Regions from separate parts of the Mus musculus genome. Here region 1 is linked to region 2. A link is a contact called in public Hi-C data. All regions are on one chromosome and are shown on one strand. Each heading gives the region's core, a stretch centred on a gene start, on an enhancer-like site or on the middle of the called end of the contact. The rest is flanking DNA. Distances are from core to core; before and after follow the strand shown.

Evidence for each region. Hi-C and Micro-C count contacts between places; a contact is called where the count stands out from the background.
Region 1: a contact with region 2 is called in a Hi-C map of rod photoreceptor, with 4 times the contacts expected there. The contact joins the enhancer-like site here to the promoter of Frmd4b in region 2. A contact is called at or near these places in 11 of 484 Hi-C or Micro-C datasets (Sertoli cells, cerebral cortex, embryonic stem cells and 4 more) and 4 of 115 datasets of contacts at active chromatin or transcription factors (CD8 T cells, bone marrow-derived macrophages, embryonic stem cells and 1 more).

Annotation. Positions count from the first base shown.
Region 1 is chr6:97,518,268-97,524,751 of GRCm38.p6, reverse strand. All of the region lies in intron 1 of Gm46970 (a long non-coding RNA gene), which reads right to left. It also overlaps a transcript of Frmd4b not described here. Among named protein-coding and RNA genes, the nearest start is that of Gm46970, 25 kb to the right of the region's middle. Within about 2 kb of position 3,986, at least 17 of the 459 cell types and tissues checked have an H3K27ac peak or open chromatin away from gene starts, as enhancers often do. A contact at or near this core is called in embryonic stem cells, liver and rod photoreceptor, where this site is marked.
Region 2 is chr6:97,485,410-97,491,584 of GRCm38.p6, reverse strand. Frmd4b (FERM domain containing 4B) reads left to right here and starts at 3,765. Exons shown (of 23, transcript NM_001346637.1): 1 at 3,765-3,992. The coding sequence starts at 3,831.

The DNA.
Region 1 (6,484 bases), core at 2,737-5,236, 33 kb before region 2:
CATGGCCAGTGCGCTGAGCTGGGGGCAGAGCATGCTTCCAGAACTGGCTTCAGGACATGGTCACCCGTCACTTAGGACGATGAGGAAATAATGAGCGGCCACGTTCCACCTCGCTGTTCATTCTCTAGAAGATTCCCTGTGAAATTCCACCCCATCCACATCCTTACGACAGCTGAAGAGATTGGTCTTTGTCAAGGAGCTTGTCAGAAGTGCTTGTGGGGCGAGGGGGATTTCTAGTGTCAGGAGGAGGGGACACGGCACATTGGATATTGGGAAGAAAGCATGATGCAAATATTACAATGAGCGATGAAACTTGCCGGTGAGAGAGCTCTGTGAAGGCTGAGAAGTAGTGGGTGTCTTAAGGAGCAATAACACACCTCCCTCTCCCGGAATGCCTAAGGCCATCTTCCACATCAAAGATGGGAGTTAGGAGGTCCAAAGGGAAGGATAAAAAAGCCGTTGCTTTCCAAGCCCCTCACTGAGAGATAAAGTCAGCACAATTTGTGGTTCAGGATTATACACACATTCTTTCAGCTTTACCTCAAGACAGCAGCTTCGGAAATTAACTCAGGGTTCCTCAGCAAATCTTAGATGTGCCTTTTCCAGTTGAAGGAAGCCACTTCAACTCCAACTAGGAACATTCACATGGGGACTCAAGGTAATTGACAGATATATCGGTTCTTGTGTCTTCCTGGGATCATTTGATTTATGACGGGGGTGGGGGAGTACCTCATTTGTTCAGTGTTCGTTTTTTATTAGCAGTGAAATCAAGGAGTTTCTCCTTACATATAGTTTCTTTTTTGTATATCTTATGAAAATCACCCGTTCCCATCCCTAGCATAACTAAGAAAGAAAAAAATTAATCTGGAGTTGACAAACTGAAGGGCAAGAAAACGTATCTTCATTATCCAAGCCAGGTAGTTAAGTACAGGCTGAGTGTTCCTTATCTGAACGGCTTGAGGACAGTGCAGTTTGGATTTTAGATTTATTTCTTTAGTTTTGGGAAAGCTGCATGTATCTAATGAACTCTTTGCACAAAGATCCAAATCTAAACATAGGTTCCCTTGATGTTTCCCATGCAGTTCGTTACATGCAGTATACACAAGCCTGGGGTGATTTTATACAGTATTTTAAATAACTCTGTATGTGAGACAGTTTTGTGGCGTGGAATTTTCCACAGCTGATGCTCAAACGATCTCATGTTTTGAAGGATTTTGCGTTCGATGTTTTTGGAGACATTCAACCTGCAATCCCAAATAGTTGGGCAGCATGAATGCTTGGCTTCTGCCTGCTGTGCTTAGTTGGTGTTGTGACTGAGTCACACTCCCTCCTTGATCCCCTGCCTCTTTCCCCTGGCCCCATTGGCAGTTGCTAAAGCCTGCAGGCGTCTTTGCAGTCCGTGCAGATTCTCACGTAAACGGCAGGTGGCGCGGTTGAGCAACGCTTGATGCTCCCAGTAGCGATTCCCAGCCTTAGAGCACAGCTCAGCTTGCAACAATTTCAAGATAAGGATCTGTAGTTCCTCCGCCAGTGTCCGCAGCAAAGGAACCTTATCTAGTCTGTATCTCACACTCAGCAAAAACACTACCTTCAGCTGGGAAAGGCTTTTTTTCCCGTGGTTGCACATTTTCTTTATTACCTGTCACAATGGAATAAGTTACCAACGACTTTCTTTCCCGATCCATCAGTTCTCCCAGGGAAAGCAAATCCCTTTCAGCAAAGTGGCAAAGCTGAAGCATCCCTCCTCTGAAAAAAACAAAAAACAAAAAACAAAACAAAAACAAAAAAACAAAAGGCAAAAAACAAAACAAAAAAAACCTATTTAAATTATATTGAAGTAAAGTTATTAAATGTTAAACATGCCTGTGATATAAACACTCTGGCTGATTTCTACAATGAATATTTCCATGTGATTGATATTTAGTGCCATAAAAAGGGTCTCCAATGGTGCTTACTTTATTAAGATAAAATGTGAGTCCTGCGGTCGGATCTTGTGGCTACTGTATTGCTGAGCTGCCAGGAGGATAAGCAAGGTTTTGCACTTAAGTACCTGATGTGTGTTATAAACAGATCTGGGCTTCCTGGGGGTGGTGCGGCCAGGGAAACTAGCGTTTGATACCCCCATTAGTAACTAAAGGGGTTGCTGGACTTAAGTTGGAGATTGTGACAATGAAAGATGTAATTCTCTCTAACCTATCTATATTCTGTTCTTGGATACTCTTCAAGGGTCCTTTGAGAGTTGTGGGTGTGTGGCTAAAATCTCATGGTCTCTGAGCTAGGGTGGGGACAAGGTGGACCCCAAGCGACATGGGGACATCTCTGAGGTGCTATTCAGTTTTAACTATGGTGATGGGCGTGCGAATGCCTACACATGTCAAAACCTTACAATCTGTCCATTTGAAAGGGTAAATGTAAATTAAGCATTAATATAAGAAGGAAAGAAAGAAAAGGAAGGAAGGAAGGAAGGAAGGAAGGAAGGAAGGAAGGAAGGAAGGAAGGAGAATGAGAAGATAGTGGGTGGAATGTTGCTACCAATGGAAGCAGCCGCTGTTGCAGTCCCTCCTATGTTAAGGCACTTACAGAGGCTTCGTGTGGCAACGGAGGTTAAGGGGGAAGACTCTGTGTTCCAGTTCCGGCTCCAAAGCCTGTTTGCTGTGTGACCTGGAGCAAGTTCACAGATATCTCTGTGCCATCCTTTACTAGAAAACCGCACAGGGCAGTGACTGTGTTTACCCCAAATGAGTGAGGATTAAATGGATTCACGTTAAAGTGCTTAGGATAATGAAAAATAAAGAAGGTCGGGCACATAGTAAATGTTGTCAAGTGCTGTCATCTTTAAAAAATACTTGGGAGGGAGCCAAGGCTGTGATAAAGAGCGACAAAGTGGAGATTGCTTTCTGTAATCAATGAAAGATGGCACCTGGCCAGGAGGAGCTAATTAGGAAAAGAAGGGGACGGTTAAGAAAGGGATGAGTGTTCGAGTGTGTGTCCCAAAGACACACCGACTTCCTAGTTAGCATTTTGCTAAATGAACTTGACTTTTTTTTTTTTTTTTTTGGCTCTGGCCGGGCCTTGGCTCTCAGCTGCATCATCTCCCAACATCCTTTTCCGTTTCCAGATAACTTCCCCTGCTGGACCACCCCACAGGACGAATTTCCAGAAGATAGCACCAGTACATTATGCAGTGTTTGCAACTGAAAATCATACTCTGTAGCTAAACAAAGGTCTCCAGGCAAACCCTGGGTGGTCTGTGCCGTGGATATTTACATTTCACTGGGGCTTAGTGCCACTCAGATGCTCTCCCATCTGTCTTAACCATTTGGAGCAAGGGGGAAAAATGCTCGTCCGATCAGTCTCCATTGGGGTCCTGCTACTGTTAGGCCAAGGTGCGTCCCTCTTTGGATAACAGTTTGTGAATTCACAAGTAAATTAACTCTAAGTGAAGTTTTGTTTTAATAGTTCTCTATGCTATATTCTAGTCAACAGCCCTTCTATGTGGGAAATCGGAACCATGGAATTACAGAAACATAACATCATGAAATAATCCAACATTTAACCTAGTTTTAGCCTGTCTCAATAAACCTAAAATGCAATTTACAAGACAGAGGGGGGAGGGAACAGTTTGTCTAGTGAATCTTTTTAAAATGTCATTAAAGTCTCATTATTTGAGATAGTTTTTGTTTTGTTTGGTTTGGTTGGTTGGGCTTGGATTTTCACACAAATTTTTCCTTCATAGCCCCGAGTCACCTTTATCAACACACCCATCTCCCTGTCTCTTACTGTGGCCTGCCTCCTTTTTTTCTCTCTAGGACATCATGGCCTTCTACTTAGACACTGTTCTAAAACAAAACCATAACCCAGAAGACTCATAATGAACAGAAATTTATGTCCCACAGTTTGGAGGCAGAAAGGTCAAGGTCAAGGCACCAGGTGATTGTGTGTCTGGCAAGGTCTTATAGGTACGAATGGTGTCATCTAGTGCTGCCCTCTACTGGTAGTTGCTTTTATAACACATTACATTCATGAGGAGGGGTCTGTCTTTGGGACCTAACTAGTGATTGGGTTTCAATACGGGTGTTTTAAGGGGTGAGGGACACAAATACTCACACACAGCCAACTCTGCAGATCTCCACTCTGGGGATTCCTTTTAAACACCAGCAAAATCACCAACCAGAGTGTATAAATCACACTCGGACTAGAGGTAACGCCCAGGCTTTGACATCCAGACATGATGCTGAGGTCCACAAATGTGTTAGCTGCATAGCTATCTATCCTATGGGGTCCTTAGGCCGCAGGCCATGAGACAGACACAACATCATAAAAGCTGAAGCTAGAAACAGTGAGTTCCCTGTCACACCTCAGCAAGAAACATGTGTGTTGGAAGACCCACGTTTTCTTGTCTTAAGCCACAGAACGATCAGACAACAGCCTCAAGTGTTGATTTTAGAGTTACAAATGCATTTGAGAGAGTGGACAGATTTCTAAATTTGGAGTCTGTGAATGCCGAGGACTGCCTGTGCTGACGAAAGTCCTTCCCTCCAATGCTGATCAGTGTTGGCTAAGTGTAGGACTCACACGGGGAATTAGCCAGGGTATTAAATTGGTGTGCCCAGACTCCACCACTCCCCCATCTGCAGCCCACTGTGGTCATCAGAATGTTTCCAGGACAACGTAGTGGTCAGCAGGCCACAGGCCTACCTGTGGGCCCAGCATACAGCTGCCTGTTTGAGGATTATGGTAGGATGAGACAGGCTCGTTCATTTTTAAGTGGAGGCAGCTATTCCTTTGACCTATGAGGACCATATAACATTCACAGTTTGGTTCCTGATAAAATTTTGCTGAAGCGAAGTCGGGCCTGTGTGATTTTTGTGCTGTCAGCTGCTGCCTTTGTGAGGTGAGATGAGTAGACGGAACTTTTGCTCCCACAAAGTTGACTAAATTCATCATCTAGTGTGTGAGCGCTTCGGGTTAATGATCAATTTCCTGCAGCTGTGTTCCTAAAGGTTAAGTCTGTTTCGTTTTGTCTTGACTTTGACCATTACCCTGGAGCCCATTTAGACCAGGGCCATCGGGAGAGCTTGCCGTGACTATGCCTTGTCCTGCCCTGCTTTCCCTAGTATGCCAGCCCATGGTATGGGTGACCACTGAGTTCCTGAGACGTGCGGGTGGGACTGAGCCATTAATGTTTGCTCATATTTAATTAAATAGAAGTATCCACACGTGACACCTGGCTACCCGTGTAGATTCAAGATTACAAACTGCCTGAAGGCTGAGCTTGTCGCCATCATTGAAAGATAAGGAGCTATTGTTGTAAAGGTCAGAACTTTGGATTCTTGTGGAAAATTCGAACATGTAGAGAGAGCGTGTTCTGAGAGGGTAAGCTGTGTTTTCTGGCTACTCCTGTGCCTAGCTATTGTGTGTGTGTGTAAGTATATATGTATATTATACACACACACATATATATGTGTATATATGTGTGTGTGTATATATATGTATGTATATATATGTGTCTGTGTATATATATATATATATATATATATATATATATATATATATATATATCCTGCTTCATCATCGTCATCATCACCCTGTATCTCAACCCTATACTAAAGTCCAGAGACATTAAGTCATCTGGGTTTTTTTTTTTTTTTTTTTTGAAACAAGGTCTCATGCAGTCCTAGCTAACCTCAGATCTTTATGTGGTTGAGGATAGCTTTGAACTTCTGATCTACCTGCCTCCTTCTCCTGAGTGCTGTGGTCATTCATGTGTCCAGTTTATGCTATGCTAGGCACTGAACCCAGGGCTTCCTGCATGCCAGGCAAGCACTCTACCAACAGTACTATACCAACAGCCTGCCATTCTGTAACTAAGTGACACATCTTAGGCTGACACCAGTCCTTGAAAGTATGCCTTCTCCGTGGAAGCCTGACTGAATTCTCTGCTGTGGGGAATGGGGGTGGCAGGGCACCACAGAGCATCTGGGTGTGTGGAGGTGGGGGATGGGTGCCTGCTTGTGTCTTACTTGTCTCAGCCTCCTCTCCTTCCCTGTTGGGGATAAGTTAGAGGTGTGTGTGGGAGAATGACAGTCTCTGTTTTCTTCCTCTCCAGGCTGACTCAGTGAGAGGCACAATGGGAGGGAGGGCCTGGGAGGGGGACAGTCCTGAACCTGTTTCCTTCACAGACTTCCTCTGTCATTGTCTGTCTCTGGCATTGTGGCTGTCGATGCTGGGGCTTCAATGGTCCTCCACAGGCTGTCCTCCTCCACATATCTGTCCCCTCCCCCCCACCCCCACCCCCACCCCCACCCCCACCCCCACCCCCACCCCCATCCCTGGGCTTACTGATATCCACTTTCTTTTTCCCTGAGCCCTGTGGGCTGTCTTCTATTTCAATTCAGCCAATGAATTGCTGTACCGAAATGAAAGTAGACCACTTGTTAAATCCCCGTGGGAAGGTTTAAAGTGGGCCTTCATAGAGGGGTGT
Region 2 (6,175 bases), core at 2,516-5,015:
ATGTGTGTGCATGTTGAAGTCATGGACTTCTACCTTGTTTGTCTTATTTTGTTGAGGCAGTGTCTGTTACTGGCCTGGAGTTCCTGGATTAAGTTAGGCTGGCTGCCTAGCACATCCTAGGGTTCTACCTATGTCTGTCTCCCTAGCACTGGGATTACCAACACAGACACCCATACCCAGCTTTAATAATGCGTATCTGGGCACTGAAGGATGACTCAGTCGTTAAGAGCACTGGGAACTCTTCAAGAGGACCTGGCTTCCAGTCCCAGCACCTACAAGAAAGGTCACAATGGTCTGCGACTACAATTTCAGAGAGTAGAACACCCTCTACTGGCCTCCATGAGCACTGCATGCATGTGGTGGATAGACTTACAGACAAGCAAAGTACACATCTGCAGGAAACAAAAAGTTTAATGTATATTTTACTTACACTGTTTTCCCTAAGTCCAAAACGTTCAGGGAATTCCTGCTTTCTGTAGTGATGGTGGCCGGATGTCCTTGGTGCTTGCCTCTTGCCAGCCGCCATTCTACACACTTCCTGAAATGTTATGTTTACTGTCTCTCCCCGACCCCGAGTAGTGGATTCTGATAATGTTCCCATGTTGTACCTGAGGGCATTCATACTTTGCCTGCTTAAGGAGTCTTTTCAAGGTGCTCAGGAACTTGAAACCATGGTTACCTCCCATCCACCCTTCTTCTCTCCCACAGGGTGACAAGCAAGATAAACGTCAGCTAGATTCGACTCAAGGCTAGGTGAAAAGCAAGACCACTAACCTCAGTCCCCATGACTGCTGGCCCGCAAGGGCCTAAAACCTTGCAACCTGAGCAAGCTCCCATGTGCTGTTGCTTGGCCTATCTGGCTAACGCTGTAATACCGTGTCTCACTCGCAGGGAAGTTGTCCAGGCCTGGAGAGAGGGTAGGGGTGAGGGTGGTGGCCCAGTGGGTCAAGTACTTGCTATTCAAACCTGAGGGCCTAAGTTCAGATCCTCAGCCCCCAGGCCACTGCCAAGTGACCATATGTGCCTGGAACCCACAACTGGGAGGTGGAGTCCGGCAGATCCTGGGGGCTCACTCGCCAGCCAATCTAGCCAAAAAGTGAGCTTCTCGGTCAGTGAGAGACCCGGTCTGGAGGAATAAGGTGGAGGGGCTGGGAATGTAGCTCAGCCAGTAGCACACCTGCCTGCCTAGTATCCACAGATCCTGGGTTTAGTCTCTAGAACCATGTACCCCGCGTGAGGTGGGGTAGCACATTCGTATAACCTCAACGCTTAGGAGAGAGAGGCAGGAGGATCGGGAGTTCAGAATCATAGTCATAACCTGACTACATAGCAATTCTGAGGCCACCCTGACTACATGAGCCCCTGTCTGGACAAACACTATTAATGTGGACAAGTGATTGAGGGACGTATACAGCATTGACCTCTAGCCTCCACATGAGCAGGCGTGGGCTCACATGAGCATATAGAGGGAAAAAAGGAAAGAAACGTATTGTAAGCACTAGCTTTGAAACCATGAGTCAAAATGTCCCAGGCTGCAATCGATGGCTGACGTGAGAGCTGATCGGTACCTGCCCAGGTGTCTTGAGAGCGTCTTTTCTCGGAGGATGGTGTCACGAGACAGTGGGAATTGACCTGTTGGGGATATCATTCTGGTATTCCCTAGGCTGCATGACATTTCCGAGAACTCAGGCCACTGCATCATTTAAAAAAAAAAAAAAAAAAAAAGAATACCATGGTTTAAAAGGCTTTTTTTTTTTTTTTGACGTTCCACAATTTCCCATCAGGTGACTTTTTTTCCAAATTATGCTTGGTTCATTTTATTCCAATTCAGTAAAACCTCCTATGTCAGACTGTGTGTGTAAACACCATGACTGTTACCCTGGTAAACTACAACCAATATGTTAATATGAATAGCAGACAGATTCCCGGCCAAGAAGGAGCATAGATCTCAGAGCGGTTGTGACCTCTATGAATCCCACAGACTCCCTTAAGCAATTTTTTTTCCTGGTGGTGAAAGAAATTTCATTAAAAAAAAAAAAAGTTTTCCAGTTATAGCCACCTTGGAACCCACAGGTGCTCTGAGAACAGATTTTCCTGTCGTTTTGGATGCTCCTGGTGTTTGGCCGGAATTAAGACGCTAAGGGCACATTTGAAACCTGAAATGAAACTGACTGACTGGCAGATAATCTGTCCCGAGGCCTCTGGAGCTAGTTCGGAAGAAAAGCTTTGGCATCTCACCTCTCAGCCACTTAATAGCAAAGACAATAGCACAGGTGTGAGTCGACCAATGAAATGCTCACCATTGTCCAACAAGGTAGATTCAGAGAGAAATACCTCCATCCTGAAATCTGGGGCAGTAGGTTGTTTATCTCTTCCTCCTCCTCCGCCTCCTCCTCATCATCATGTATTAATTATATAATAATGGGCTTCAGGACACTTTCACACATGGATAATGTCATTTGATCATAATCATCCCATTGCCTTCTCTTGACTCCGCCCCTTGATGCTGGGCCCCTCCCTCTCGTGTAGAGACGTCTGTGTACACGTGATCCAGTGAGTGTAATTAGGATTGCTTCCCAGCTGCAGTGAGCTTGCTCTGGAAATGGGATGGGATTCTGGGGACTGCAATGTGCAAACATTCTCAAGGAAAAATACAGACTCGGGTGTGTGGGACTTCTTAGATTCCCTTTTCAAACTCCTTAGAGACTTATCATTCCCTGTGGAGACCTTAAAAAGCACGAATTGTCCCAGGGCTTCTGGAGCTGAGGACGAGTTTTTATTTTTCTATTCATGTACTTATTTCGTATTTATTTTTGAGCAGTGAGCTCCCCCGTCGGATGTGTGATGCCATCTGTGGCCCGGTATATCCTGAGGTAGAATTTTGTACAAACTGACCAGGGATCCTCTCTCGAAGCTTCTGGTTCCTAGGGAGTCTTAACTGAATGCTGTTTGCCAGAGGATCAAAGAAGCCTTGTTTTTCTTCTGAGCCCACAGCTGCCCTGAAACTGGCCTCACGAGGGTATCAGGGAACCTGCTTTGCTGGTGGCCAAGGCAGGCTGGCATTTTCTTGGAGACCTTCAAGTTAGGAGCAAAGAGAGGCTGGAGGCGCGTACACACTGTTGCTTTGAGGCTCTTCATCTGGTTTCAGCAGAGCCAAGAAAACACGCACAATTCTCTCGGGAGTGAGATCTAAAGGGAGATGCTGCAGGATTTTTTTTTTCTTCCCGGTCTTCTGCTTCTATAGCTTCCCCAGAGGTGTTTATCACTGAGGTGTGGACAGAGCAAGATGCAAGGCAGAGCGACCTTAAAGAGTAAAATACAGGTGTCCCGGGGCTAGGTCTAGGTGTGTGATTGTGTGTCTGTGTGTGTCTCTCTCTCTCTCTCTCTCTCTCTCTCTGTGTGTGTGTGTGTGTGTGTGTGTGTGTGTGTGTGTGTGTGTGCAAGCGCGCTGAAATGCAGCTCCCTACTAGGCTTGCAAAGAGTTGCTGGGCTTTGCCTGCGGCCCTGTGCCCAGGAGCAGCTCAGCGGGGAGTCCTCACTGGCCAGGGCTTCCCGCGCCCAGGGAGCACCCAGGGCTGGCCTGGCGGAGCTTAGGAAGCTGGCGCTGGGTGGGGGCGGGCGGGGTGACACAGCCTCCGTGCCAGTCGCAGCCGTTGGCTGGCGGGCACCCAATCCCCGGGCATGCCGCCCCAACCTGGCCGGGACACACAGTGAAAGGCGAGTTCAGTGGCAGATCTGACCCCCCACCCCCCACCCCCGGGGCTGTCAGCTACAGCAGAGCGTGGCGAGCCCAGGATCGCGGAATCCAGGCTCCGAGGGAAAGCAGCGGCATGGCTTCGGTGTTCATGTGCGGAGTGGAGGACCTGCTGTTCAGCGGCAGCCGCTTCGTGTGGAACTTGACCGTGTCCACGCTGCGGAGATGGTACACCGAGAGGCTGCGGGCTTGCCACCAGGTGCTGCGGACGTGGTGCGGGCTGCGGGATGTGTACCAGGTGAGCCCAGGAGCTGGCGCCCTGGGGCCATTGCGGGGATGCCCGGCGCTCAACTGAGGACCGGTCCACCTGTATGATTTCATAACCTCAGGCTTCCCATATCTTTGTTTTCAACTCCTCGCGGGGAGCTTAGCGCTTGGGTCAAGCCCTCAGCAGCTCTAGCTAACTGTGGCTTGATAATTTTTTTTTTTCAGTTGGGCATGGGGGCACTTGGGAGTTATCCGCTCCCCCACCCCACCCCAAGCAAACATATATTATAACGTGATGGAGGTTCCTGCTGGCACTAGTAAAGGGGCTTATAGCCTTTGCAACACGTCGTTTGTGGAAAGCGACTTTGAGGTTGAGAGGATTATTTCTGTTTTATTTCATTTCATTTCATTGGAGGTGGCCATTTCGGAAGCTATGATTTCCCGTCATTGCTTGCTGTCAGAGCATGTCTTAGTGAATTTGTCTTCTTCCTTCTTGATTTTATTGCACTTTTCCACCAGGCAGCCCCTGCTTCCAGGGCACAGCCAGGAAAAGCTGATTCTGTGTTGCCTGGCTTTGGGACGGAAGGACAGCGGCGGATTGGGAGCACTTTGTGGGAGGCTGACAGGCTAGGGAAGGGAAGGGTGGCTTGGCTGAGCGCTGGAATGCTTACACTTGGATTTAATCTGTCGCACAACACAGCCTCTTTATTGCTTTGCTGGCTGGCCCCATCTTGCAGGCAAAATCTGCAGCAACTTTGCCCAATGAGGAGACCATTCATCCTCTCTGGGATTGCAACTTGCCTGGATTTTTGTGAACAGTAGTAAATGGATATAAAAGTACTCTGACTGGGAGATGGATACCTTTAAGATAAAAGAATAAAAACTGCATTGTTGAATTATGAAGATTCATACCTGGGCTTCTTTCCTGGGGATAGTTTGTTACAGTTCTCTGAATTCCTTACACATAACCTGACCCTATTCCTAATAGGGCTGAACTATATCTGTCATAGAGTGTCCCATATGCGACTCTAGCTTTGATTTTTGAAAAGTCATAGTCTTCCATCAACCAGATAGAATAAAAGCCAACTAAGGACAGACTACAAGAGTTCTCAGGAATGAATGTTCCCTTGCTATTCTTGTTTATACACACACACACACACACACACACACACACACACACACATTTTAACCTGTGGTTTCAGTGTTCCTGGTTTGCCTAACATATCTGTAATATGTTTGAAATAGACTTAGCAAGGCTCACTGACTGAGAGCCCTGGAGGCCCGATGGGGCTTGAGAGCATTAGGGAGCTGTGCCCATAGCCCATCTGGCCACCAGAAACTGCACTCCTGGCTTTTTGGAGCCAGACGTGTGTCTATCTTTCAGTCCTTTTCTCTCTTGGGAAGTCTCTGCTCACTTTGGTTGGGAGTAAACACACCCACCCCAGCCCCATCACGTAGGGCCGCCTTTTCTTTTTAAATATTGAGGAACTTTCAAAAGGAAAGCACAAATACTGTAGCCAATCAGACAGGCTCCATGCCCAGACTCCCCACGGATTCTGTGGATTTATGGCTTACTGCTAATGCTGTTACTGAGCAATTCGGAGATGACGATTCCAAAAACCGGAGAGTCTTTGGCTTCTCTAGCTGATCGGCCAGTAGTTACTCTTTTTAATTTTGAAAATGTTTTGTGTGTACGTGCTCATGATCGTGTGGGTGCACACACATATGCAGGCATGTGGTACATGTGCACACATACGTGTGGCCAGTAGGGTCACTCCTCAGCAATACTGTCCACCTTAGTTTTGAGACAGGGGCTATCATTAGCCTGGGGCTTGCTAGTTAGATGAGGCTGGTTGGTCAGCAAGCACCATGGATCTCCCTGTCCTTGCCTCCCAAGCACTGAAATTACAAATATATAGCACGAATCATCAATCATTCATCTTAAACACAACAGCAGTTTGAAAGGGTAAGCTGCTCAAATATTTTGTTCTCCCCTGTAAGACGGGTGTTAACTGAGCTCCTCTCATCCTCCCGGTCAATAAGAGCAGGCAAATAATGATGGCTTTATAAGTATTGTCATAAGCAGAGAAAAAATATGACATTTACATTAAAGGCTCCTGTCCTATGGAGAACTAAGATTTAAAAAGCAAAGCAAAACAAAACAAAACAAAAAAGACAATTTCCACCCTAGGAGAACTATAGTATCCCAGGGTG